2 separate regions of the Hordeum vulgare genome follow, and region 2 is linked to region 1. A link is a contact called in public Hi-C data. All regions are on one chromosome and are shown on one strand. Each heading gives the region's core, a stretch centred on a gene start, on an enhancer-like site or on the middle of the called end of the contact. The rest is flanking DNA. Distances are from core to core; before and after follow the strand shown. Region 1 holds the start of LOC123442935 (DEAD-box ATP-dependent RNA helicase 39). Region 2 holds the start of LOC123442938 (ubiquitin-conjugating enzyme E2 2-like).

The links. A called contact is a pair of places that touch in the nucleus more often than the background predicts.
Region 2: a contact with region 1 is called in a Hi-C map of leaf, with 4 times the contacts expected there. The contact joins the promoter of LOC123442938 here to the promoter of LOC123442935 in region 1. A contact is called at or near these places in 2 of 6 Hi-C or Micro-C datasets (both in leaf) and 1 of 1 datasets of contacts at active chromatin or transcription factors (embryo).

What each region holds. Positions count from the first base shown.
Region 1 is chr3H:52,901,380-52,909,088 of MorexV3_pseudomolecules_assembly, forward strand. It overlaps LOC123442935 (DEAD-box ATP-dependent RNA helicase 39), which reads right to left and starts at 4,946. Exons shown (of 9, transcript XM_045119125.1): 1 at 4,417-4,946; 2 at 3,313-3,408; 3 at 3,032-3,220; 4 at 2,792-2,932; 5 at 2,412-2,552; 6 at 365-507. The coding sequence starts at 4,878. LOC123442936 reads right to left here and starts at 2,396. Exons shown (of 1, transcript XM_045119126.1): 1 at 519-2,396. The coding sequence starts at 1,944. The coding sequence ends at 1,399.
Region 2 is chr3H:53,252,138-53,259,846 of MorexV3_pseudomolecules_assembly, forward strand. It overlaps LOC123442938 (ubiquitin-conjugating enzyme E2 2-like), which reads left to right and starts at 3,328. Exons shown (of 6, transcript XM_045119127.1): 1 at 3,328-3,535; 2 at 3,857-3,993; 3 at 4,098-4,123; 4 at 5,070-5,159; 5 at 5,702-5,790. The coding sequence starts at 3,869. LOC123441472 (zinc finger CCCH domain-containing protein 39-like) reads right to left here and starts at 2,977. Exons shown (of 3, transcript XM_045117896.1): 1 at 2,567-2,977; 2 at 2,334-2,450; 3 at 1,957-2,037. The coding sequence starts at 2,977. The coding sequence ends at 1,957.

The sequences.
Region 1 (7,709 bases), core at 3,696-6,195:
GAGGTATCTTATCATAGGCCTTCTCCAAATCAATGAGAAAGATGAATTTACTGAAAAAGATGAATATCATAAGGCATAATAGGCATATAATTAGGCAGTCAGGGCAGTGACTGATATGATCTTGAAAATTTCAAATCAAATGACTGTACTCACTGTATCCCCATCTAAGGTGGAAAAAGGAAATTATGAGTTGAGACAGTTGCAGAGTTACATTAGATCTACCCTCTACATTTTGTCAAAAATTACTCCCTCCGTCCCATAATATAAGAGCATTTTTACACTACACTAGTGTAAAAAACGCTCTTATATTATGGGACAGAGGGAGTATATCATAAGGCAGGAACATGTTAGGCAATTGACAGACCTCTCCTCCGCAGGGACCTCTCCGTGGTAGTTCACAGTAGATATATGATTTTCAGTAAGAAAATGGTCCACTGCACGACTTGAATTCAAAGTGTTGCAAAACACCATAACTTTGTTTCCTTTTGCTAAGCTTGGCTCAAGAACCTGCAAGAACAAAATCCTTTAGTATCCCGTGCATTTGGCATAATACAGAGCAAGGAGTTGCCATCAAGTGTACACTACTGATTTCGGAGCAAAAATTCAATAACTGGAGAAAGTGAAGACGTGGGATCTTGTGCGATCATTTTGAAACAAAAATGCACATCACAGGTCTGTTTATCTTAACTCTTGTTTCGGGCTTTTGGCTATGTCCGCTGTGTGCCTTTTGAACATTAACCCAAGCCACAGATGCCATCACAAAGTGTGCTTTGTGTTTGCATGAAGAAATTATTTGTATGAGTTGATCTATGGAAATTGAGTTTATAAGGCAGGATTAGCTCGTCAGGATGAGATTAAACAAGAGAGGGCACGGCAAAATGAGAGAACAATCCTGTTAGTTACTTGCTTGCTTCGACAGACTATCAGGTTGCAGGTGGGGCGGGATGCGGCTGCCCGCCAAACACCAAAGCGGGAGCCAGCTTTTTTAGCGGCCACCGCGGCTGCCCGCCTCGCACCGCTTCATTTTCCGGGGACAACGCGGCAGCCCGCAGGAGCCCGCCGAAGACCCGCCAGCAATGAATCGTTCTCGGAACAGCAACGTTCACATTCACAACTGTAGAAGCAAGTATGTACAACTTTGTAGCAAGACCAATTCTTTCCATTCAGAAGAACTAGCTTCACTTGTAGTCGGAATGATGCCATCAGAGGGCTGGGCGTCTCAAAGCTCTGTAATATCTCCTACTTGCGCCACTGCCATTGGGCTTCTTCTTCTCCTCCTTCCTGCAGAAGAAACCCCCGAACCAGCTGAGCTCGCATCCTCCCCAGGGAACACGGCTGGCTGGGGCATCCCTAGGAAGCCACCAAGTTGGGGTTGTCGGTTGGGAGTGGCCGGAGGTTCTAAGGCGGGACGAGGTCGCGGTTAAGCATGAGGCCGGCGCCCTCAATGAGCGCGAGGACTAGGAGACAGTTGCCCATGAGCGTCGAGCGGCCGGCGGTGGCAATGGAGTTCCAGGAGTCCTCTTCCTGGCGCACGAAGACCATGGTGCAGTCGAAGCCGGAGAAGAGGCCGCCCAGTTCCCGCTCATGCGCACCTACTAGGCCCAGCCCACGAGGTGCTCGCCGTTGGGGTTTACATGTTCTCGTCCAGGGCGGCGTGAGGTCGGAGGAAAGGGCGGCCCATCCGGAGAGAGTAGTTCTTTTTCTGAGAGAGGCGGGGTGACGCACTGACGCGGTTATGCGGCGTGTCCGCTTGAACCTGCTGTTGAAAACGCAGTCAGCCCGGCGGCAGTTTTGCGGGCTTTTTCGCCGGGCGGCACAGCAGCAAAGTGGGATATCCCGTCCACCTTGCAACCTGAACAGACTACCCCCTATGGGTTTCCATAGTGCCAAGTTCAACTCATCTCTAGGACTCATAACTGAGTACAGCTCATTAATATAACTCATATCTAGGATTTTTAACAGAGTAAGGCTTGTTTAAATAAAAAGGGTTAATCCTGATTGGCCTAGGATATTGGCTTGGCAGGACTAACCGACTCTGATTGACTTAGTCCCTTGGGCCAGGTGGTAGAGTGAGGCTCCCTTGTGGGCCCCTCTGGTACCCAAAGCACAAAATGATTCTATCCTGACTGGCAAGTGCAGGCCACAGGTCCAAGAAGCCAAGGTGTTGTTTTAACAGAAGTTTGATCACCTAAGCAATCAAACTCTCCAGATACAGTATCATATGTACTATACTTGATTAAATGACATTTATGATATCGAGTAGCCAATTGTTAACCCCATTAAACTGTACGAAGAACAAGATAGATAAGAAAATGGAGAATTTAATGGACATTACTCCAGCTTGCACCAAGACACGTGTGTGCACTTATGCACGTACAAAGAGGACGGGAGGAGAAACAGAGTTCAATAACCTGCAGGAGAGCCTCGAGTTTGTTTTCTGAACCAGAAAGTTTGATGAAGTCATGTCGTGCAGTTGCAATTCTCTTTTGAAAGGTTGATGTCCGTAAGTGCTCAATACCTTCAAACTCCTCATCGATCAGCTTTTGTACTCCCTGAAGTAGAAGGGTGGTCAATAAAGGATATTAAAGGTTCACAAATCATGCATAGGAAAATATTAAGGCGTTGAGCATCTGTATATATAATCTGGAATAGCTGAGAAGATGGTTCTTAAGAAAAATAGGAGAAGTTTGTTTTAAAATACTACATGCAAGATCTTTGAAGGTAAGGCAGCAGCATATCATTTATTTATTAAGATGGATAGGATTTGCTGGATGCCTGACTAGAATAATACCTTGGTCATGGTAGCAGACACCAATATGGTTTGGAACCCTTGATCGCCAGGCTTTGAAGAACGATTCTTCAAAGGAGCAAGAAACTTCCGTATGTCTTCTCCAAACCCTTGGTCAAACATTGTATCTGCCTCATCCAGAACCTTCAATGCAGATAAATGAACTCATTCCAAGTGATAAACTTTGGCATCAGCAAAAAAAATGCAGGATAGTAATTCTTCGCCCATAACTCAGGAACACACCAGATATTTGATGTCGCCGTAAACGATATTGCCCTCCTTTATATGATCTAGGATCCTTCCAGGTGTCCCAACAACCATGTCAACAGGCATGTTCAAAGAATCTTCCTGGGGTTTTAGACGGGTGCCTCCACTAACCATCGTTGACCGAAAACGTGCATGATGACTTATGGACTTTGCAACACGGAAGACCTGTCATTTGAGAATATCACATAAACGACAGTCAATCACACAGATATCAAATCATAGTTCAAAATAATAAATACTTTGAAAGTGCTGCTGACCTGCTCGGTCAGCTCCCTTGTTGGGCATAAAACTACAGCTCTTGGCCGCCTTGGCTTCATTGACATACCCAGCGTCGCTTCATCATGACGCAGTAGCTACATAAATCAAAGACCTACCATGGTTACTGAACCTTCTGGTTAGAACTTAGAAAGAATGCCTTAATTCACAGGCCATGATCAGTTGAAGATATACTGAAATTTAAATATGATGAGAGAAAACACTCATTTCGCCTGATTGGACTCTACCATTCCTTTATTTTATTTTTACGAAAAATAGATCCAGGGCATGAGCCTGACTGCGAAAGGAGGTGGGGGTATATGCAAGACTAAGCTAGACAGAGTCTCATTTCACAACTCCCGCAAGATGAAGAGAGACCCACAGGGTTTTAAATATCCCTGAACCACCAGCAATCTCCTATATATGACTATCCAGTTTTTCTCTAAATCATTAATTTACCTAAACTTGATTGGAATTATTACAGGTTTTAGCTCAAACCATCTGTCTCACCCAGCTACTATTCTTAAACAACACCTTCCATTTCTTTTGAGACCTCTCGGCTAATTAGCACCACTGGCACCCTAATCAAATACTCCCTCCGTTCCTAAATATAAGTCTTTTTAGAGGTTTCACTAATAGAGTACATACGGATGTATGTAGACATACTCTAGAGTGTACATTCAATCATTTTACTCCGTATGTAGACCCTTAGTGAAATCGCTTAAAAGACTTATATTTAGGAACGGAGGGAGTACTAAACTGTCCCAATCTTGTAACGGTGCCTAATGCTAAGCAGTAAGCATGAAAGTTAAATTGGCCCTCTCTGTAATTTGGATGATGCTCTGCCACTGGCTTGAAATGAGCCTCTCTCATATGAGTTAAGCATAGTTCTCTTACTTGATCATGAGACCATGACACGCTCTATGAGTTGTTTTGCTCTTTTCATGGAAATGGCAAAATCAAATGCACCAGATTCACTAGACATATGCTGCAACTTTGTCCCTTACAACGCGGTTTTTTTGTCCTAGTAATTAGTAGACATCGGTGCAAATATACCTGCAGGCACATGCCTCGCAAATGTGAAAAAGCTGAGTCAGTCCAAGTACCTGAACGAGAGGGAGCAAGTAGGCGAGCGTCTTCCCGGAGCCGGTGTGCGATCCAAGCACGACACTGGTGCCGGAGAGCACGGCGGGCACGCCGACGCACTGGATCTCGGTGGGCTTCGTGATGCCCGCCTCCCGCATCGCGGCCAGCACCTCCTCCTCGAGCCCGAGCTCCTCGAAGCTCTCCACCTCAACGCTCCTCTGCTGCTGCTGCTGCTGCGAGCCCCTCTCCCCGCCTCTGGCCCTCTCCCTCAGCGGCTTCGGGGGCCCGGGGGACGACGAGTCCTTGAGGTGGCGGAGGCGGAGGCGCTCGAGGAGGAGCTCGTGGCGGGGAGGGGGCGCGGGGGCGGCGAGGGCGGGGGAGGAAGGGGGGACGGCGGTGGAGAGGGCGGCGCGGAGGATGCGGAGGCGGAGAGGGGAGGGGCGGGAGAGGAGGAGGCACCGCCCGGCGGCGGCCATCGCCATTGCGGTGGCGAGGGTTTAGATTGGGAGGGGTTTTGCGAGAGGAGTGGAAGGGTGAGGGGAAGAGAAGATGGTCGCGGCGGATAAGAAGAGAAGAGCAGGGCAATGCGAGGTGAAGCAGTCTGCGGTGGGCCGGCGGCTTGAGCCTCAGCGGGTTGCTGCTGATGAACGAAGGGTGCCCGTCCGCCCCTGCCTCAACGTTTTTCACTAGTCTAGGGCAACTCCAAAGTGGATCGATAAACCTTTTATACATGTTTGGATCCAACGGTTTGAACATTTTGACCTTTACTAAATTCCTCGAACCGGCACCAAACGAAGGGGAGGTATGTCGACGTTTGGACGTCCGCCATGTAGAACTGAGATAATGTGGATTCATTCAAAATAAAGGCAGAGCCTGCGAATTTGTACAATCTCATCATTGCTTTCACACAAAAGCCCGTTCTTTCTCACCGCTCTTTCCCGATCCCTGTTGTTTCCACCGTTTTGACCCATTCTGCCATTCGTCATTGCGATGGAGTGGTCGGAGGAGCCGATGATGTTGTTCGACATCCTACAAGACCCGGGGGCGGACACCGGCAAGATCCGGTGTGCGGAATGCAATGGTCGATGCATCAAGGCGAAGGAGAGGGCGGAAGATGCGGCAATGGACGGTCAGGATGGAGTGTGTAAGCCAAAGCACAACGTCAGGTCAGTGTCACCCGGGCAATCGCAACCTTGGTCCACCCAGCTGAAGGCGTCCTACTACTACGCAGCCCAGCAGCTTGCTCCTTCCCAGCACGCAACAACATCCCGTCCCAGCCTCATTCACCTCCAGCCACTAAGTGATGTTCACCGTCGACCTCAACACCGACTATGTCTTCATGGAGTCACTAATGCTTGTCCAATCACGGGTGTCGGTTGTGGAGCTCTCGTCCGTCGGTGCCCGGTCACTTCAGAATGTCTCAACCAAGCGCGACAACAGCAAAATGAGGATGAGATGATGAACATGATCCACGATGGAGGTGGCCATAAATACGGACAAGTGGATGACTCCCAACCAGATAGATGGACACCTAGTAGTCGGACATGGATCCGGACGACTATTGGTCGTTGGGTGCCAACCCAAAGAAGAGGGGACATGATTTCTCCATTGTGGAGAATGAATTGTTGTGTGATACGTGGTTGGCCACTAGTATTGATCTATTTCATGGCATGGAGCAAAAGGATGGGGCATCTTGGCACATGGTGCATGATTGGTTTCATGAGCAAAAGTACTATAATTCGTACAACACGGAGGTGATCCACGATCGCACTCTCAAGTCACTCAGACATCGGTGGTACAACATTCAAGAGGTCGTCAACAAGTATTGTGGCTTTTTACAAACAAGTGCATGATCGCTGGCCAAATGGCGTGGCACTTCAAGAGCAAGTAAGTTGTGTGTGGCTTGTTGTTCTATGTGTTAGTTGATACATCCATTTTGCATCATGAATTCTTATTGACGTTTATGTTATTCTTGTCCATTATTCCTCATTGTGATATAATTCTTATGTCTTTTCTCTCTAAATATGAAAGGTACATCATAAGGAGGGAACTTACTGGAAATTGGAATTCTCGACTTGAAAACCAAGGAAATGGTTGAAAATTCACTCGACTCTAAATGACCTGAAACTTCACGAAGAATTTTTATGAAATATATAAAAATTATTGGGACAAAATATACCAGAGGGGGCCATTTGTTGGCCACAAGCCAACACCCCCCCCCCCGACGTGTCATGTTAGCTTGTGGGGCCCAAGTGATAACCCACAAGTGTAGGTGATTGTTTGTAGCTTTTTTTTTGATAAGTAAGAGTGTTGAACCCAACAAAGAGCTAAAGGTGAAATTAATAATCTCTCAAGTTCTATCGACTGCTAATACAACTCTATGCACGCTAATGCTTACTTTACGTAGAACAAGTATGAAACTACTTTGTGGGAATAAAACTAGAAGTACTTAGTAGGTGTAATAGATAGGTTTGCAAGGTAATAAAGAACATGGAAATAAAAGTTAGGCAATGTTTTAATAAATATTAATTTAGTTAGTTGTTTAGTATAAATCTTTTTGTAAGGCAAGAGAAATATTGTCCATAGGCAATTCAATATAACATGATAGATACTTATCATATGCAATGAGGGAGAGGCATACACTAACACACTTTTCGTACTTGGATCATATGCACTTATGATTGTAACTCTAGCAAACATCTGCAACTACTAAAAAACATGAAGGTAAAACCCAACCATAACATTAAATATCAAGTTCTCTTTACTCACGTACGCCAATCCCCTTACTCGGGTGTAAGCTTTTGTCACTCTAGCCACCCACTATAAGCGAATTCTGAACATATCACTAATCCTCCAACGAGATTCCCTCACGTGTGCGCGTCACGGAGGGTAGACAACACCATATCAACATACAACTCATATCAATAACATCATACCATAATTAACTAATAGGACAATAGAAATATACTCAAACATCATAGGATAGCCACACATCATTGGGTAATAATATATAGCATTAAGCACCATGTTTAAGTAGAGATTACAGCGAGGAGAAGAGGATTTACACCGCTGCCTAGAGGGGAGAGAGTTGGGGGTGATGACAGCAAAGTTGTTGGTGCAGATCGTCGTCATGATGGTTGCCCCGGCAGCGCTCCAACGCCACCGGGAGAGAGTGGGAGATAGCCCCGCTCCTCCTTCTTCCTTGGCCTCCTCCCTAGGTGGGAGGGGGGGTTTCCCGTGTGGTCCATGGCTGACATGGCTCCTGAAGGGCAGGAGCCCCTCCGTTATGGGATCTATCTCTATGTTTCTCTTC
Region 2 (7,709 bases), core at 2,078-4,577, 350 kb after region 1:
CATAGGTGATGTCTCCAAAACACCTGATTCAGAATATTTTGCTTTTTTTGAAGGTCGGTTATCAAAATCGTCTACAATTATCAGTTTAGCGATGTCATTCATTTTCTGTGATAACAACACAATTTAAAGTCAAACCTCCAATTTTGAAATCATCTAACAATATTGAAAAGCTCATTATAGGGTGGATTTTCGGATTCCAGCAAGTCATGGGCAGAGAACTGTGCATATATGTGACCAACAAGAGTCTAATCAAAATATCTATGTCATATTAGCATAAAAAAAATAAGAGGACCTGATTCTACAGCAAAAAAGAAGTGTATTGTACAACACATACTACAGAATCTGGAACATCTTGTTCATGGTTGCTATATCTTGTTCATGGTTACCACTTGCTCGCATCAATTTCAATTGGTACTTGATGCAGCTAGTTTCACAAAGAAAAGAAGATGAAAAAGTACAGATCGAAAAGGTGATTGCTTGAGCATATGCCAACAGAAAAATTGTGTTAATTACTTGCTCACATAAATTTAAATTTCTACTTGCTGCAGCTAGTTTCACAAAGGAAAGAAGATGGCAAAGCAATATAAAGCTATAATCACAAGTTAACTCCTAAATTCCGACCTGCCTCGAGCCCTCGACATTGACACCGACCTGCAGCGGCCGACGATGATGTGGAGCCTAACACCCAGAGGAAGGCTCCTATGGATAACCTCGGTTTCAGGAAGTTGGGAATCATGTCCAGGCCTTCAGGGACGGCGAGATGCTGCATAGACATTAAGTTATAACTTGTGTGAACCACAACTTCTATTTTCTTAAGTTCAATTTTTCTGAAAAAACACTGAAACTATCTGGATGTGTTTGCTTCAACCCAGAAAAATATCAGCAAAATCTTTATGTAAATAGCTGTAAATCAAACACAACTCCATCTAATGCATGCGACTACAAGCACTTCGGTCATCTCCTAGATCACACCTTACAACAACATAATCAAGGCAGGGACAAAGTAAGATAAAGAAAGCTGCAACAGCAACAATGCTTTGACCCGGCAACAAGAGTGTTGCCCCCTCAAGAACCTAAAGCGATTGAGGCGGAAGATTGGTGAAGGTAGATACCTGTGGCAAAGAAGGTCTAAGCGACGACTGATGGTCTTCTAAAAAAGTCGGCGCAGGAGACCTTCTTCAAATCTACCGGATACAGGTACATATTATATCATTATTAAGCAAATAAACCTTCCAAAGGAAAACATTAATTAACTCATAGCAAGTGGCAACTCTATTTTCACATAGTAGCAATTGCCAACTCCTGCATGACTCACCGACCTTCTATGTAATGTAAGGTGGAAGCATCCCTTTCAGGAAAGAGGTCAACATTACCAGCGCTCTCTCAGGCTGGAAGGACGGAACAAGATGACCGGCACCTCTCACTGATAGAAATGTCAATCCTCCGGCGTACTGCTGAACATATCCTGCCACCTAACCAGTGAGTGAAGCCGTCAATTTCAGAGTGACCAGAACATTGTAGATGAATAATGTTTTCGATGATGGGATTTAATTACCTCCCCCTTTGCTACCCATGGGCGCCATGGAGTGGTCACAGGAAGGCCAAGGTCTTGAATAGAGTACCTCGTCGCCGGAAGAGGGCATACAGAGTCGAAATCACCACTGTAAAATGCAGGAAACTTTATCGTACTACTAAAACTAAATATTTTTTAGGTGTCTGATAATAACTGATGTTAATCTGTTACTACCTGAATATCCAAACGGGAAGCTTGTTCTCGATCAAGAACTTGATGGATGGCAGCATAGTCACTGGCGCATATTTCCACTTGAAGTTTCTGCAAGCATGAATCACACGGTTAACTTTCGGACGTGTGGGTGAAAATCATTGAAAAATCGTTGACCGGTATATGCTAAATCAATGTCCATTCATCTAATTACTTGCAGGGTGACCACTCTGTCATCCTAGCGTGGAAAGCGTCCTGCACTGCTGGATCATTGAGATAGCCATTGATAGGATAATCACTGCACGGATCATACCCTGGCAGTTGCGCACAATTTTAGAGAAACGTGAAGGTCAGCTAGCAATTCAGAATAACTTACATAACAAACCATGTACGAAAGTACCCTCCAACACATGAATTTACCTCTCTGATGATCCAGAATCCCAGATCAACCCCACCGATAAGCAGCTCAAATATTCACATTTTTGCCGGTATGTCCTAACTCTGTTGACTCAAGTGTCGTTTGCTCTGTGCATCTAAATCAAAATTTGCGTTACTTAGGTCTCCCATTTTTGTGCTTTTTGCTTGTTTTCTGATGTGGCATATATAACACCTGGAACTTCAACCCGCCGGGAGCCGTGGCGACCTGACCGCCCTTCTCCCCGCCATCGCTTCCGCCCTTGTGCTCCTCCTCCTTCGCGCCGTCCACGCCCACGAACACGCGCTGCTGCTGTCATTGCGTCGACACAAGCAAATGGTCGAACACGTGAGCGTCATGGATTGGACTGGCACAGAGCCGCGGGATTGAGTTGGGGGAATGGAGGGGTTGGGTTTCGATGATCTCACCGAGCCGACGTTCACCGGCTTCGTCACGCGATGCTTCAGGTAGCCTTTGGAGCGGATGGAGATGCTCTTGGGCATCGCCGCGTGCTTCTCGGCCGGGGAGGCGGGCAGCACCGGGGGAGCCGGCACGACCTGCGCCTGCGTCTGCCCGACGTGGAGGGGGCGGAGCTTCTCGTCCGAGGAGGCGAGGCGCGCCATGGGCATGGGCATGGGCTGCATCTGCCCGAGGTGGAGGCGGCAGAGCTGGTCGGCCAGCGTGACGACGGAGGCCTGGAGGCCGTTGGGGTTGGGGTGGTGGGGGTCGACGGGGACGAAGGCCCCGGGCTCGAGCTCCATGGGCTCCTCCTCCTCCGCGTCCGACACCGTCTGTGGGTACCGGTCCGCCAGCCACCTGTAGAACGCCGGGACTGCCATCTCTCGGAACCTTCCGGCCGAATCCCTCTCCTCTCTCGCCTCTCCTCCTCGGGGGCGGCGCTTGCCGGGGGCTTGTGGCGGGGACGGCGGGGGCGGCGGTGGCTCCCCTCTTCTTCTCTCTCTGGTTCGATCTGCGGGGTGGGGAAGACGGAGGTAACGGGACAGGTTTTTTTTCCACTTAATGAAGGACTGCGGGTTGATTTCAACAAAATACAGAGTGTTTTCTGTAAAATTGCCACGACGGACGGCAGAATGGCTACGCGCTTTATTATTAGGGGAGAAAACAATTGAGTAGGTGCCTTTCGGCAGGATATTTGGATCACTTGCGTCTTGCGTGCGTGAATCGACCAGTGGCTGGCGGTGTTGTCATCGCTGACTTTCCTCGACTCTCCTGTCCAATCCTTTTGCCCTCCTCTCTACATAGCCCCCTCTCCATCCCCGACCTGCCCTTCCATCGCCCAGGCTGACCTAAAGCCGTCCACCCCGTCGTCTCCATGCTCTAGGACAACGAGCACGCGGGAGCCTACATCTCCACCACCACCGCCGGCCGCATCTCAGGTGACCACCGATCCCCTCCCCCCTGCCAGATCGCTCGAGCCCTCCTCGCTTCGCTCCCCAGATTCGGTTCGCTTTGGGGATATTCGTAGGCTAGAGCTCCCGATTCGACCTAGATATACGCTTGTTCTCTTGTCAAAATCGTGTGCGCGGGACGGCGGGGGCACGAGCAGCTGTCTCGGAGGAGGGAGGATTTGAGCCGCGAGCGAATTCCGTGTCCGTAGATTTGATGTCCGGTGTTCGCGAGAATTTAGGTTTGCGCCGGTATGTGTCGGTTGCTGGGTTTTGTGGCGGTGTGCTCACATGGCGGTGTGGTTTTCGCAGATAACTTTGAGGATGTCGACTCCTTCAAGGAAGAGGCTGATGAGGGACTTCAAGCGGCTGATGCAGGACCCTCCTGCGGGCATAAGCGGGGCGCCGCAGGACAACAACATAATGCTGTGGAATGCTGTGATTTTTGGGTATGAATGATGCTAGGATTACATGGTTGCGCCGTTCCTTTCTTTTCCTCTTCAATGTCTTTGGGTTGTGGTGTGCTCATGCATTTGCTCGTGTTGATTTGCAGCCCTGATGATAGCCCGTGGGACGGAGGTTAGTTGATATAAGTGTAGTTGCAATAGCTTTTTCAATGATGTCCTAGAATCCTAGAATTTCCTTGCTGGACTCCCTTGGTTTTGGTTGTTACATGCTAGGTGCCATGGCCACCAAAGATTAGCAATGTGATTCCAACCTGGATATCTCATGTCGTAATATTGGGAGTTCGACATATGGAATGATGTGGCGGTGCAGGGGTGTGGTCCGACATCGAAATGGGGGTGCACCGTGATGGTTATGTGCCAAACAACGTCACGATGGATACCCTAACGTCGTATTTTGTCAATGCCACTGCTGTCCATGCACTCCTGTCCTGAGGCTGCTGGAATGGTGCCTTGTCTATTGTAATAGGAAAATAATAGATATACAACATAATTCATATAAGGCAGTGTGGAATATAAAACGAAACAAATGACCGGAACCTGTTTTTCTTCAGAATAATTACCAAGTACTTAATTACTTAGACATATAGTCATAGTGATAAGAGTGCTGAGCAGAGAAAAAAGAGGTACTTTGATAGGTATCTCACAAGTTAAGTTTATAATATAAGTAGGCTTTGTTACGAAGTTGAGTTCCAAAGTTAGCATGTTGTGTTGGTAAAAGGTACCTATATAGAATAGAAGAGTTATGGCTAGCTAAGGCAAATAGCTGAGCTATTTGAAGCTATACGGCTGTCGCTACCGTAGTGGAACATTGGCATATCGCTGAACGATTAGGATCCAAAAAATCTGCAGCTCAGCTAGCTATTTAGAACCTTCGTCAATAGATCGAAAATACTAAATTTGAGAACCGAGTCTAGCCCAGCTTCATTGCAGTAACTAGCATCACATGCACGATTTGTATGGCTCATAGGTTGCTTATAGTATCCCTGTTATTTTTAGTTCTGATTGCATATTTTGATTTCTTTCTTTCCATTTTGTGCTGAGCTGTATCCCATTTTCAGGTACGTTTAAGCTGACTCTCCAGTTCAATGAAGAATATCCTAATAAGCCACCAACAGTTCGGTTTATTTCTCGGATGTTTCACCCTAACAGTAAGTTGTTTCACGTGATCTTTAAATACGTGTGTACACATGAAATAGTTAGATTAAATTGAGCTGGCATGCATTTCTAATTGAAAGATTGTTCTTAACGTATTTGTATTTCTAACTGAAATATTGATCTGTAACATACTACTAAGTGTATCTAATTTTTAAATCTATGCATATGTTTTTTGTAAATGGAGCCTACTTATTTTGTTTGCGCTTAGTTCTCTTGTTCCTTCTGTTTCAGAGACTTCCAACAATTAACTACTGTTCTTTGTATTTTGTTACCTGCTTTATAGATGTACACTTGTCGGTTGTGCTGTGAAGGCTTGATATTGATTTTATGCCGTGAACACATCTTTGCTGATTACCTTGAGCAAGCATGCTGCAGCCTTTACAGCACACTTTGAGTGCATGCGTAGCTTATGATTTTGAACTGATGAAACTCTCGCTTTCTTTTTACTCCGCTGATAGAAAGCCAAAAACAAGGATACAAATCATGTACTCTCCACTTCTACTTGTCATCGTGACCTTTTTCTTATGGCCTGCAGTTTATGCTGATGGAAGCATATGCTTAGATATCCTACAGAATCAGTGGAGCCCAATATATGATGTAGCTGCTATACTTACATCCATCCAGGTACAAAATAAGCAGCTCTGATTATTTATAGTTTTATACACCAACGTTTTGCAATGCCAGTTTGTTACACTTAACTATAGAGCATATATTTGAAAATTCAACTTTTCAATCTGTTCAAGCCTCGACTCATTACATATTGGTAGCTCTTCGGTGATACGTATATTTTCAACGCACTTGCTCCAATTGTTGGAGCATGTGGGGGATCAATTTAATTAGTGCATCTTCATTTGTTGGCAACTTCAACCAGCCAATCCACGCCCCGCTGCCTGTATCTTGCAGTAAATGCCTGGGATTCGGCCACCCACAGGCTAATTGCATCTCGGATGTTAGATGCAAAGCCTGTTATAATACGGACATGTGAACGGATCCTGTCTACTCCCTCCGTTTCTAAATATAAGTCTTTCTAGATGTTCAACTAATAGACTACATACGGATGTATATAGACATACTTTAGAGTATAGATTCATTCATTTTACTTCGTATGTAGACATCTAGTTAAATATCTTAAAAGACTTATATTTAGATACAGAGGGAGTAATTGAGAAGCACAATCGCCAGAGTCTGTGGATGTGCAAGGGAGGTGGGCCACAGAGTAGTGTTCCTGCTTATACGCTGGGGGCAAATGCCTTCTCCCCACTCCCTCTCCTTGTGTCCATCCACATTATTCTCTTCCTGCAACAATGGTGAACTTTGGAGTGAATCACCTTCCGTACGTTCCCCATGGCTTCACCCAGGGCCGGAGCCAGGAATTCTGATATGGGTATGCAAAGTCGATTATTTTGTGAGACAACAATACATAAGATACGAAAGTCCACACAATAATGGAAGTAATAAGACTGCATTATTGTTTGTAACAAACAATCCCTCACATAATTTATTATGTTCAGATGTCAACGATAGAATCACATTTTATCAATATGATCACGATTTTGGAAACAATAAATGATGATTAAAATGCATAAATTCACCTTGTTTCTCTTGCATCTATTCTGTTGACATATATCAATTATTAATAATCAATTATTAATGATACCCACGATGGATTATTGGACATATATCAATTATAATCAAGAAATATAGGTTATATCATCTGTTCTCAAATTGATAATAAGGGGAAATGAAGAACTGATAGAACAAAAAGATAACCATGATGGATGTTGCCGCAGTTGGGGGAGTACGTACACGTCGTGGTTGGGCGTTGGACTTGCCAGTTGCTTGCCGGAGTGCCGGATGCGCGCACCGCTAACCATCGTCCTGCTGCCGTCACTGTGAACGACGAGGGCAGGGAGTGCCTACGCGGTAGCGGCTGAGACACTGATCTGATTGTTGACCCGCGCGCGGCCGCAGGATGCCCTAGTTCTTTCGTGCGAATCGTGTATCAATCAGCAATTCCTCCGCTCTGAGCCTTCGACCCCTTACGTTTGCCCAGCAGCAAACTTAAAAAGCCCGGTGGCGGGCCTAAGTGAGATATTGGCCCACGTGGAGGAAACCAGAACGTGGGAGGACGCCAGAAGCCATGAACAGTGCTTCTGCTCTTGTTTTTCCTGATTACACGCGTAAAAAGGCTACCATGCTTGATATATACACATGGACATATAAACTGAAATTATTTGACAAAAAATATTGGGTATACATTGCATACCCTTGAATTAGTCTAGCTCCGCCCCTGGCTTCACCATTAGAGAGGGGCGAGATCAGCGGGTCCTGCAAATGAGGGTTCGTTCTCTCCTCCGAGGATCCTCCTGATGTTGGTGACGCTTGTATCTTCCCGAACTAGAATCTGAGGAGCTCAAGCAGGAGGCAAGAGTGGCCATTCGTACCTATGTCAGAGTTGTCAAGGGAGAAACGGTAGCCATCTCAGGACATCACCCTCTGGCTGTTGGTCTCTTCCAGTTTCATCTGTTATGTCTAGAGGTCGC